Linked DNA regions of Mus musculus: region 1 is linked to region 2. The links are chromatin contacts, called in public HiChIP or PLAC-seq maps. All regions are on one chromosome and are shown on one strand. The core of a region is the stretch at or near the end of the contact, and the rest is flanking DNA. Distances in the headings are between cores, read along the strand shown. Region 1 overlaps Gm40447 (collagen alpha-1(II) chain-like). Region 2 overlaps Ppp2r5e (protein phosphatase 2, regulatory subunit B', epsilon).

Region 1 (6,217 bases), core at 88-2,587, 320 kb after region 2:
TTTGAGGATACAAGGAGTTAATTCATGCAAAGAATTTAGACTAGAGCTTGGTATGCATAAATCTTCAGTAAGTAGTGGGCTGTTAGTTTCATTATCACTAGTGATAAGGACTGGCAATTAGAGTTGACTAGGCAGTTTAAGGTCAGGACTCCTAGGGTGAACAGGCCCATTTTTAGCCAGAAGCAGGAAGGAGCCCTGGTTTTCCAGGCAGGAAGGACAGAAGGAAGCTCTGGTTTCTTATCTCTTTCCAAAAGCGCTGCCTGCAGGCTCTGCATGAGGAAGTGACCGGAAGTCCTGTTCAGACACTCATTCCTTCTAGTGAGCAACTTTGGAGTTGGATTTCTGGATTTTCATGATAGCAATGGGTTGTATTTATTTCTCCCTCGATTCAGCTCATCTCCTAGAGGATTTTAGATCTTGAAGGGAAAAGTTACGGTAGTCTTGGAGGCATCTGAGGACAGCTACTGGAGCTCTGTTGAAACCCATTACGCGAAAGTCTAAAGCCGTTTCCTCCTGGTCAAAACAATGGAGTAACCAGGTATGGTGACTCACATCTGGATCTGTGAATTTGAGTTAGACCATTGAATATCATAGTCTCCTCCCTTAAGAGTTAATTCACAAAAAGAAAAAGAAAAACATTTTGAAAAGAGTTAACTCAGGAGTCTAGAAAGAAGGGTCAGCAGTTAAGAGCATTTTCTGCTTTTCCAGAGGAAAAACCTTCCCAATAAACCTGCCGTGTGTGTGTGTGTGTGTGTGTGTGTGTGTGTGTGTGTGTGTGTGTATAAAACCAGCCAAACAAAATAAAACATCTCAGTGGGACTAGAGAGATGACTCGGCGGCGGCTAACAGCACTTATTGTTCTTTCAGAGAACACTTCCTTGTTCAGTCCTAAAACTCAACTTATGCAGGAATCTGCCTTGCTGCTTTGGTATTGTTCATTCGGCTCAAATTTTGCACCCTTGACACTCATATATCACGCAGCTCCCTTTCCTCCCCCCCCCCCCAGAACTTCAGATGTCTTTTCTACAGAATAAACACCTCAAAGGTTTTCACAGATTTTTCCCTCCAAAGTTTTTAATACACTTTGTGTGTGTGTGTGTGTGTGTGTGTGTGTGTGTGTGTGTGTGTGTGTGAGTGAGTGACTCTTTTCTCCTTCCTCTGTGTGGGTCCTGGGGCTGGAACTCAGGTCATCAGGCGTGGCAGCAGGCACCCTTCCCTGCGGAGGCCTCTAACTGCTGCACAGCTGTGCTGTTTTGATGGTTTTAAGTCCCTCGGCTTCTCAACCTCCAAAGTACAGATTGGTTTGTGAGTGTTCTGTTTCTTCTGTGAGAGCGCTACCCTGACGTCATCCCGGAGAAGCGCCAGGAAGTCACCCAATGTTGCTCCTGTAATTGCACTTGATGTTAAACTTGGCTGGTCTCTGATAAACAGGTGAAAATAATTATGGCTTTGTCTGTGTCTGTGTGAATTGTTGAGCACCACCTGCATGCAGGATTCCTCAGAGGTCAGAAGGCCGCACTGGAGCCCCAGGATGGGGGCCTCTGCCAGAGCAGTAAGTACTCTTACCCATGAGCCAGCTCTCCAGCCCCTGCACACATTCTAATCAGCACAATGCATATATGCATTTTACTTCTCAGTGTTAGGGCTCAAACCCAGGCATCATGCAGATTAAGAACACACTGTCCCACGGAGGCTGGTGACATCGTGGCTCAGTGAGTAACAGATCGAGATGGTAGAAAGAGAGAATCAACCCCTGCCAAGGTGTCCTGAGACTTCCCACAAGTATGCCATGTGTAAATACATGAGTAAAATAAATGAGATGAAGCGACTTAAAAATACTTTAGCCTAAATAACTTACAAATTGAAGTTGATTTCTCATAGTTTTGCAGAGCAGGAAGTTTAAGATCAAAGTATCAAGAAATTCAGTGTCTTCATGAGTCTTTGCTTAACTGAAAATGTCATCTGTGTCCTCATGTGCTGGAAGGGACACTTGCCCTCCCCTGGGTCTCTTTTCCAAGCATACTAATCTGGGACAGTGGGACAGTATCAGTTCAGTGATACTGGCTTGCTAGCTTGCTCATGTCCCTGGGTTGGTCCCCAGCACCACGAACATTAATAACACCATTATTCTAAGTCATGAGAGCCCCATCATCACGACTCCTGTTTCAAACTTCTTAGCTCTTGGAGCCTGGAGAGATGCTCAGAGGTTTCAAGCGCCGGCTGCTCTGGCAGAGGAACTGGGTTCAGTTCTCAGCACCCACACCATGGTTGCTACACAGTGCCTGCAACTCCAGTTCCAGGGGATCAAACACCTTTCTCTGACCTCCATGGGTAGACATGTACACGGAGCACATACATATGTGCAAGCACCCGCAAATACATATTGCGTCCCACTCGACCGGCAAGAAAGACACAACAAACTGGAATCTTCTGCGGCAAAAGCTTTATTGCTTACTTCTTCAGGAAGACCCCGAACTGGGAAAATGGCGCCGCTTTTATAGCCCACAGCGTGACGTTTCAGCACCTGATATGGCGTGACAGCTCCTGATTCGTTGCTCGCCCATCACCCCACTATTACACCCCGAGAATGGGAGTGACTAGTGGAGTGAGTTCACTCTCGCACCTGCGTACAAGGCTTGTTTACTAGTTAGGCACAGCGGAGGCCAGCGCCATCTTATAATGGTGATTGCTCGCGGCACGGCTCTCCACAAATACATAACAAATAAAAATAAAGAAATCTCTGGGTTTTATTTTTTTAAATATGCCTACTTCTTCATATTGCTTCATTGAGGACTACGTGTCATATACTAACTGGAAGCATGGTGTTGGTGAGGAAGACCTACAAACACTCGCGCCTACCACCTCCTTCGATTTCTGTAATTGAATGTATATTTAGCCTTCTTTAGGCCATAGTTTTTATTATTGTTTGTGTTGTCTGCAATTGTGGATGAGAGGGACATATGTGGCGCAGCACATATATGTATCAGAGGGCAGTTTGCAAGAGTCCTTTCTCTTCTACCACCTCCACAGTGACACACTTCCTCCAACAAGGCCACACCCACTCCAACAAGGCTATACCTCCTAATAGTGGGCCAAGCATATTCAAACCACCACAGATGTGATAGGAATTCTAGAGGAGCTGGGGTGCTGAGTGATGGATGTGATCATATGTTGTTTGCATGTCTAAAAATTTCAAAGAATAAATAAAAGTTTACAAATATTTCATTAAAAAAGAAAGAAAAAATTCACAATAGCTAAATATCAGTGATAAAACCTAGAAAAATAAAAAAAATTATTTTGTAGTCAACAACTCATGGTTACTGAAGTCATGAATGGTACAGGAGAACCTATCACTGTTACTTCCTTAAGCCAGTGTAGCTCCTAGCTGTAAGTATCTATCCTTATACCCACAGAAAGGTGCAGCTTTCAACAGTCATCAAGGAAAGCTGCTTTTTACAGCAGATGAGACCATTGCAGAAAGGCACGAGTTCACAGAATGCAGAGAACCATGGATCATGTGATGCCCAGCCCCAATGAATATAACTATAACACAACCCCAAACCCTGAAGCTCATAGAACATAGAGGAAGAGAGGGTAGAAAGATTGTAAAAGCCAGAGGGGACTAGGAAATCAGCTTCTTGGCTGTGTCTTCAGGGGAACTACTGCACCCAGGAAATCTCAACAATACGGATGCCTAAACAAAACCTGAATGATAACACCAGTTGACATTTCAGCATGAACAGAGTGTGTGTGTGTGTGTGTGTGTGTGTGTAAAACCACTCCTAAGTGAAGAGGTACAGGCAATTTACTGCTGAGAGAGGGAGAGTCCATCTTTCTCAGGGATGAGGCCCCTAACTGATTAGCTAATATCAAGTGGTTAACCCTAGAAACATACATATATTCAGATAATATGAAATGGACTCAGTGGGTTTTTTTTACATATTTATTTTTATGTGTATGTATGTGTGTGTATAACAATAATAATTAAAGAAAAAGAGTCCATGAATTTCAGAGAGTGCCAGGGGGAATATGAATAAAAGTGACTGGGGAGATAATATAACTATATCTTAATTAAAAGTAAACTTAATTTTAAAAGGAGAAAAATCCCCTAGAGACACATTTTTTTTTTACTCTGTGTGTATGTGTGTGTCTGTGTGTGTTCACATGGATACATGTGTGTACACTTGTGGAAGTCAGAGGACAACTTGTAGAAATTGATTCTCTCACTTCTCCACCACGTGGGTTCAAATGAAAAACTCAGGCCATTGGGCATCTTAACCAGCCGAGCCATCTCAATGGTTGGTTCAGTCTAAGAAGAAATTTAAGCCAAGATTTCCACAAAGGAATGAAAGGTTCCTTCACTGAGCCAGCATGGTGGTGCACGCCTTTGATCCCAACATTCAGGAAGCAGAGGCAGAAAGTGGGGTTCCCATGGGGGCTCTGTAAGGACTGGGCAAGATGCTGGGCAGTGGTAATGCTCGCCTTGAATCTCAGCACTTGGGAAGCAGAGACAGGTGGATCTCTGTGAGTTCGAGGCCAGCCTGGTCTACAGGACAGCCAGGGATACACAGAGACCCTGTCTTAAACAAAGCAAATCAAAACAATGACAAAAAAAAAAGATCAAGCAAGAATAAAAGATTTCTGAAAGCATGATGACTAAAAGTAACTCCAAGTAGAACGTGTAATGAATCTAAGGTGTTTTCAGCAAGCCCCCACCACAAATCCCCACTATGTTGTATTGTGTGGCTTCTCTGCAGCCTGGCTTCTAAACACAAAACGTTTAGACTTCACACTGCATGAGCCATCACATCTGTCCTAGCCCAAGGATGGTCCCACCCACAAGGGGACCTCCCTCCTTGATCACCAAATGAGAAAATGCCTTACAGCTGGATCTCATGGAGGCACTTTCCCAACTGAAGCTCCTTTCTCTGTGATATCTCCAGCTGTGTCAAGTTGACACAAAACCAGCCAGTACACAACCATACAACACAACCGAACACAGTCTGAGATCCTTAGCTCAAATTCAAGACTACTGTCTGTTATGGATTGCAGTACACACACACACACACACACACACACACACACACACACACACATTCTGTTATAGAAATGTAGTAGTTTAATTATAATGGCTTCTACCATTGTCATCTCTCATTTAAGTATCAAGTTAACATAACTGCTCTGTGTGATGAATGGATCTTGTCTTTAATCCCAGCACCCGGAAGCAGAAGCAGGAGGCACTCTATGAATTCAAGGTCAACTTAGTCTACATAACTAAGTTCTAAGCCAGTCAGGGCCATATGGTGAGACTATGTCTCAAAAAAGAAACAAACAAAAACCACCTGAAAACGTTAATGTCTTTGGATACTGTGCTATAAGCACATGTATCTTATTAGCATGCAAGTGTGCTTTTACAATTAAAAAATAGTAAAATTGTGTATTAATGCAAACAGACAGACAGATAGACAGACAGACAACATCCCTCATTTGTCCCCCGGCAGCAGGAGAGCGAGCCCAGGGCAGAGCTGCAGCCTCCTGGTGAGTATTTCACAGGGAAGCTGAGATTCGAACACCAGAAGAAAAGAATTTTAGGAAGAGCCAGTGTGAAGCAAAGTTGTTTTTTACTGAGAAAACAATTTTTTGTTTGTTTTGGTTTTTAAGAGGGGCTACAGTAGCCTAGGGTCACTGAAGATAACCTTGAAATCCTGATCTTCCAACCTGGCCTCCTAAAGTCTGGGATCACAGGTGAGGCATATCTGCTTGCTTTCAAGCTCTGGATGTCACCTAACACCCCGTCTCCATAGTAGGCAAACATCTCTTGCTTGCATTGCTAATCAGGTCTCTGAATGATCTGAGATAAGGGCTGGATGAGGTAGTGCCTCTCCCTCAGCAGAGCTTTGTTATCTAAGTTCCCAGGAAGGTGTTTATCAAGGATTTCGGCTTAGGACTTTGGCTATAAAAGTGTGTAGAACCTCTTTAATGATGGGACATGTTATCCACGAAAACTTGAGTCTGTTTCAGGGCAGATGTCACTCATTTACCTCAGAATAAAGTACCTTATTATTTCCTCGAAGGCAGAATTTTATACTTGATCTTAGCCAAAAGTCAGAGACGTGATGGGCAACATTCTTAAGTAGTTGGTGTCTCTCTGCCACATGCAAGACTGTGAAAAACAAAACACATTAGTGATTATTGTAGGATTAAGCTTCTTTCAAGT
Region 2 (6,180 bases), core at 2,605-5,104:
TTTCTAAACAAACATGTGTCCTCTGTAAACAATAAGGCTCTCAGAGTGGAAGAAACCTAGGAATCCTAGCAACTGAATACAAAGTGGAGCGTGGACAAGAAAGAGGCAGGGAGGAAAGACGGGATCTCTACTCTAAGACCCTGACTTACACCACAGTCCACCTGCCTGCTTGTTGAGCCCACTTGTTTGTCTATGCATCGAGTGGTCCCATTTCCATGACACCTAAGAGGAAAACTAGAGGCGGGAAAGCAGCCTGGCAGTTGCTATGGCTGGAGTTGGCAGAGGACTCAGTTTTAAGTGGGGCAGCAGAAAGCAGTCTGTGGTGGCCAGGACAGCGGAACTTCTCTGCATGGAACTGTGGGGGTGCCAGCAAAGTCTGTACTTCTGTCAGAAGCACAGAAGTGTCTGAGAAATGAAATGGATGGTTTGTAAGTCTCAACGGTTGAGCAGGATGTGAAAGGAAGAGATGGGATGCAGCCTGTGACAATGACTGCATCACAAAGAGATTGCACAACCACACTGCGCAGACACCGTGCGTGTCACCCCTGAAATCATTCTCCAAATATAAAACTTCAGTCTAATCAGGGAAAAATATCAGAAACACCCATTTCCAGATACTTCTAAAAAGCAACTGACTAGAAACATTCAAAAGTGGAACTCTCCTAAGTTGGAAGAGACTTAGGAAACACGTGAAGTATGGGCTGGCTTCTGGAAGAAAGGCACATCAAAGGCAGAGACTACAGGGACAGAGAAGAAACAGAAGCAGACCTAAGAATAATGTCCCACAGTGGGAAAAGACTTTAGCACAGAAGAGGGCTGGGCGACAGGTACGGGAGAAGGCAAATGGAAAGTACTCAAAGGAACTGAACTCTTAAGAAAAAAAGGATGATACTGGATATGGTTTCAGATTTTATGAGTTTCTAGGCTGAAGGTAACACCAGCAGAAAAATTTGTGCTTCTGGCCAGAAGAAAGGTGAAGATAGTCACAGCAACTGGAAACTAAAACATAGCCCTGGGAACAAAGAACAGAAAGGAGCAGTACAAATTAGGTGTGAGCCAGCCAGATCCTGTGGATAAGCCACGGCCCCTGCATCCACAGAACTCCTGAGAAGGTTAAAGCTGTGACCTGAGGTTGGTACCACTGCCTCAGTTAAATATCTGCTTGAAAATAAATCGATATTCCTCAGAAGAATATATGCAAATCCAGAGTTCCCATAATGTAATATTCAAGGTAACAAGACAGAAACCCCAAACAAGACAAGTTTTCCATGAGCAACCTGCCCACTAAGCTATAATGGACATATACAGAAGTGACAACACTGTCACAGATGGAGAGGAAATGAACATCACTCGTTGCTGGAGGAAAAGGAATTAGTGAAGCTGCCCTGGAAACCATTCACGGTTCCTCCGAAAGTCAGACAGTGGGGCTGGCAGGACACAATCTAATCTTTTTATCTAATGATAAAAAGAAAGCAAGCTATCACCACACAAAAGATTATTCCGCCACGACAACTACTGCTACTGAATAATCTTCAAAGTATTGCGCTAGGGTCAGGGGAGGTAGGTCGGTAGTCAAGAACACTGTTTTTCCAGAGCATCCATGTTCAATTCCCAGTACCTACACAACCACCTGCAACTCCAGTACTAGGAGATCCAACACCCCTGTGGACATCAGACACACATATGATAGACAGACATATATTCAGGCAAAACTCATACACGTATGAAAATTTAAATGTTATGCTAAGTGAAAAGGCCAGACCTGAAGGGCTATACCTTGTCTGATTCTGCTCTGCTTAGGGAACTCTACAACTTGAAGATACTGAAGAGCCTGACCTGACATCAGAGAGGAAGGACTGCAGCATCCACTGTTTCTGGACCATCTCAGTCTGTCAGTGCTGCTGTATAGAACTCCAGACATTAATGGATAAAGAAAAGAAGTTTAAATGTCTCACTGGTCCAGAGGAATTTCTCTCACAGTTCTGGAGGCTGGTAGGTGCCCTAGCATTTGGGGAAGACCTTCTTGCTGCGTCAGCTCATGGTAGAAGACCAGAGTAAGAGACAGGGAGAAAAAAAGGACAGGCCTGGACTTAACCTTTCATAATTGACTCATTCCTGCTGTGACAGAATCATTCCACTCACATCTGTTAGACTCTCACAGACTGATCACCTATGGGCACCACCTCTAAATGTTATTGAAGACTCCATTTCCTACAAGTTTTGGGAGTACACACATTCAAAACATAAGACTTGGTAGTATCCAAGTAATGATTCTTCTGAAGTTACCAACTCCATATATTCCCCATTACTCACTAACATTTACTTACTTTAGGAACATCACGACATCCCTCAATTTTGTGTGGCAATAGGAAGGGTCCACCATACTGAAATTCTTCAAAATAAATGCCAAATTAAAAGGCATCGATGATACAATCATAAAACTATAGGGGGGACGAGTGGAGAAGATATCGAGATCTAAAGCCACATTTTTGTGGCACTTTCTTGAGGCAAGGCTTCTGTCATAACCCCATTACAAAAACTAGAAGCTCGCCGGGCGTGGTGGCTCACGCCTTTAATCCCAGCACTCGGGAGGCAGAGGCAGGCGGATTTCTGAGTTCAAGGCCAGCCTAGTCTACCAAGTGAGTTCCAGGACAGCCAGGGTTACACAGAGAAACCCTGTCTCAAAAAAACCAAACCAAACCAAACACCAAACTGGAAGCTCACAGTGGAAAACAATGGATCTAGATTCCCACTCAACAACCTACATACAAATAACCCAACTATACATGGAACATCCTAGCTCCAGGTGACTCTAAAACGTGACATGCTCCAATTCGCCATGAGAGCAAATTCCACAGAAGGCAAATACTGCAAAGAAAGGACTCCATGGCAGCTTTAGGAGGAGTACAAATGACCTCCCACTCTTCTGAGCAGGCTCTGCGACTGCTTGACCAGCAGGAAGTGGTGAAACAGTTGCTATCAGTCTCTGGAGCCAGGCCTCAAAGGATGGGTAGTTTTCACTTCCAGTTGCCACAGGGTGGTCCAATGAGGAAGTCCTGAGAGGAAGAAATGGGACATCTGGCAGCACTCCAGGCCACGGGCAGCATAAACTCCGCCAGCCCTGCTGAAGTGAATCTGCTCCTCCTTTAGATATTCCTCGTCACACTAAAGGACCAGACGGAATATTCTCACCAGTCCTACCCCATGCTGCAGCCTGGGAGGCAGAATAAGTGGAACACTGTTATAGTGATAGCCACTGGGCCACTCCCTAGACCCCTAGACATAACGTTTCTCAAAACTGAAACCTGGTAACACTCACCCCACACACACATCTCAAAACTCAGTTCAACATTATTAGTATGACCCAAAAGGCCACAGGGTCGACAATAAAGACAAGCAGCCAGGCACCTGCACCCTTCAGTGCTTATTTATTAGGGACACCCACAGTACAGAATCTCACATAGCTGTCAACGGGAGGATTACATTGCTTTGGGGAGCACCTCTGCTTAGTCTGTAACCACTTTTGAGAGAGTATATTATTTTCAAAGATGAACGCTTATTTCCAAGTGTGTAAGCTGCCACCTGCATCCTGCTGTTTGAAACGGAAGAAGTCTGGTTCAACAGGGGCTGGAAGTGTCTTGGGTAATTTTTTACTTTGAAGTGGATCAGAAGGCTTCCCTGCCTGGCTAAACCAGTCTGTCATTTTTCATATGCAACTTTTCATATTGTTTCATTTTCACATCTATGCACCAACGGATGTTTTGAAAACTTAAGAAAAACACTCATCCACAGCTAACACTGTGGCTTCCTAGCGGGGGGAAAAATGAACGTGTGCTGCCCTCTCCTGCCACAACAATGAAATGAGGGAGAGGAGAGGCTGGAGCTGAGATGAAACCCTCAGGCCTGAGGAGATGGGCATGCCATTCTCATTACACTCCAATCAAAAGCCAGACAACAAGAAAACGTGTTGGTAATATTTATATTTGAAATTTCCCCATTGATACATGAGGTTTAGATTACAACTTATTTACAGTAAGTGATTTAAAAAAAAAAAGGGATGGGTTGAGAAAGAAAGAAAATGGAGGAGAGGATGGGGGAAGGGAGGGGAGGAAAGGAAACCTAGGCTCACAGACGTCATAGCACGGGGCGTTGGTTTCCAGGAGACGCTACAGCTGGCCGCTCTCGTGCACAAGCGGCAGACAAATGGAACATTCCGCTGGCTCAAGCTCCGCTCACCCTCCTCTCGGACGCACACCCCTTCTTTCAGGTTCTCAAAAGTAAACATAGAGGAGTATAAAATGCGTTGCCAATATTACTTATTACAAAAGTCCTTTATGGCTCCTCCCTAACTCCACGAAGAGAAGCAGCTGAGCCAGAATACAAAAATAAAATATTCATGTGCAAATAAAATGTCACGGATCATATCTCCTGTTGCCTTTCTGAGACAGGTGACCGTCACTTTGTGGGAATGTTGGCTAATAACATCAAAGGAGAGCGGCTCTTCCTTTCCTGGGCCAGGTCAGTGTATCAATTAAAATGGAAAAACAAAGCAAGAAGACCTTCGGAATACTTAGTGATGTTGATACCAGCCTCCCATCCACACACCACTCCCCGGCTCCATCCCTAAAATAAAGTCTACTTTATTTCCCTTTCCATAAAGTGATTGAGCCTAGGGTTATGTGTTCAGTATAGGAGGTGTGATGACAAGTGCTCCCTAGGTCTGCACCTTGGACTGCCGCACGCACGGGAGATACAGAGCCAGCGCGATCCTGCCACTTAGGGAAAGAGCCCAAGGAGGAGGGAGGGGCTTATCCCTGCATCCAGTCACATTCAGGGGTTATTCATTTACTTTTTATTTTCTTTTATTAAAAAAAAACAGTCAATGTCAGGAAGAGCAAAATATAATCAAAACCACAGCGGACAATAACTAAACAGTGATGAAGGAGCACTGGGGCCTGGGCACAATGAGGAGTGGACGCTTGATCCAGAGGAGACGGTCACTTCGCTCACACAGCTGCTGCAGGCTGCAACCTGCAACCTCGGCATCATTCTAAATCACAGGGTTATATTTTAATTTTTTTATTCCAAGGACATTCTTAGTCCCATCCCTGAAACCAATATGGTAGGGATAAGGTTGAAGTGGTCACCACTCACTAACTACAATATTTGCTATTGAAAAAATATATTTATATATAGTTCTGGAAACTATGAAGCAAACAAAATATAACACAGAGCTGAGTTTGTCACAGTTAACTCACATTGAGTGACAGCAGGATTGCCCAGGGAGGTCAGACAGGGGGGCTGCTGCAAATGCAGCAAGTATGTCCTTAAATATGTCACATAGTGCAACAATCAAGTCACCTGGGCTAGCTTCTCCTCACCACACACAACATGACAGAGGTCACATTGTCACTTTTGGTTAAAAGGGAAATGAGTGTTTCTTCTCAGAGATTGCCCTGTGAGTTCTGACATTCAGCTCTCATCACATCTTTAAATAGTCTAAAGCTTAGCTTCATTCCTCTCAGTTGGGAATGACCAACAGACAACACTGACCCTTAGCTCTGAGGACAGGACACGGTGCAGAAAGAGGTCCTGACCTTCCTCATGTCAAATGAGCACATGTCATCCCCAGAGGGACCACAGCAAGCAAGGTCTACACTATCAAAGATATGTGTAATGAAGATGGAAACGGCTAAGACAGCTAAGGGAGATGTGCTATGGTTTGCTTCTTAGCATCAATATGTGAACATGCAGCTCTGCTCACACTTTCCAGGTCCTCAGATGGAACCCTCCTTAACGCTCTTTAAGAGTCCTATTTATTCCACTGAACCATCTTGGACTTGGTGGTACGCATACCTTTAAAAAACAAGAGAACAAAGGTACCTAAATGAAAATATCCATAATTAGCTTACATTTATGTACACATTGTGACTGACAATCTGGAAATACTTCATAAGTGAAATAGGTCAGTGGCTTTTCCCCTCCTTTTCCTTGGAAACAACAAAGCTCTATATATTCTACTTTACATTTAAAAGGAAGGAAGAAAATATACAAGCCCATATTTATACTGTATTTCTACTAAGAGCAACAATAGCTCATGTGTGTTCATGTTAGCTATAATCACAACTCAACATATGAACACAGAGTCGGCTCTATGCCATGAACACTGCTGGATGTGAT

Evidence for each region. HiChIP or PLAC-seq counts read pairs in DNA pulled down with a chosen protein or histone mark.
Region 1: an H3K27ac HiChIP or PLAC-seq map of double positive thymocytes shows a contact between it and region 2, with 6 read pairs. The contact joins two enhancer-like sites. A contact is called at or near these places in 3 of 15 datasets of contacts at CTCF or cohesin (the NIH/3T3 cell line and pro-B cells), 29 of 484 Hi-C or Micro-C datasets (the 63-12 cell line, the AML12 cell line, the C10 cell line and 18 more) and 7 of 115 datasets of contacts at active chromatin or transcription factors (double positive thymocytes, embryonic stem cells, large pre-B cells and 1 more).

What each region holds. Positions count from the first base shown.
Region 1 is chr12:75,765,749-75,771,965 of GRCm38.p6, forward strand. It overlaps Gm40447 (collagen alpha-1(II) chain-like), which reads right to left. Exons shown (of 7, transcript XM_011244246.1): 3 at 6,057-6,163. Among named protein-coding and RNA genes, the nearest start is that of Sgpp1, 33 kb to the left of the region's middle. Within about 2 kb of position 1,338, at least 49 of the 459 cell types and tissues checked have an H3K27ac peak or open chromatin away from gene starts, as enhancers often do. A contact at or near this core is called in CD8 T cells, Th1 cells, Th17 cells and 2 more, where this site is marked.
Region 2 is chr12:75,446,052-75,452,231 of GRCm38.p6, forward strand. Ppp2r5e (protein phosphatase 2, regulatory subunit B', epsilon) reads right to left here. Exons shown (of 14, transcript NM_012024.3): 14 at 3,412-6,180. Among named protein-coding and RNA genes, the nearest start is that of Gphb5, 32 kb to the left of the region's middle. Within about 2 kb of position 3,855, at least 74 of the 459 cell types and tissues checked have an H3K27ac peak or open chromatin away from gene starts, as enhancers often do. A contact at or near this core is called in CD8 T cells, Th1 cells, Th17 cells and 2 more, where this site is marked.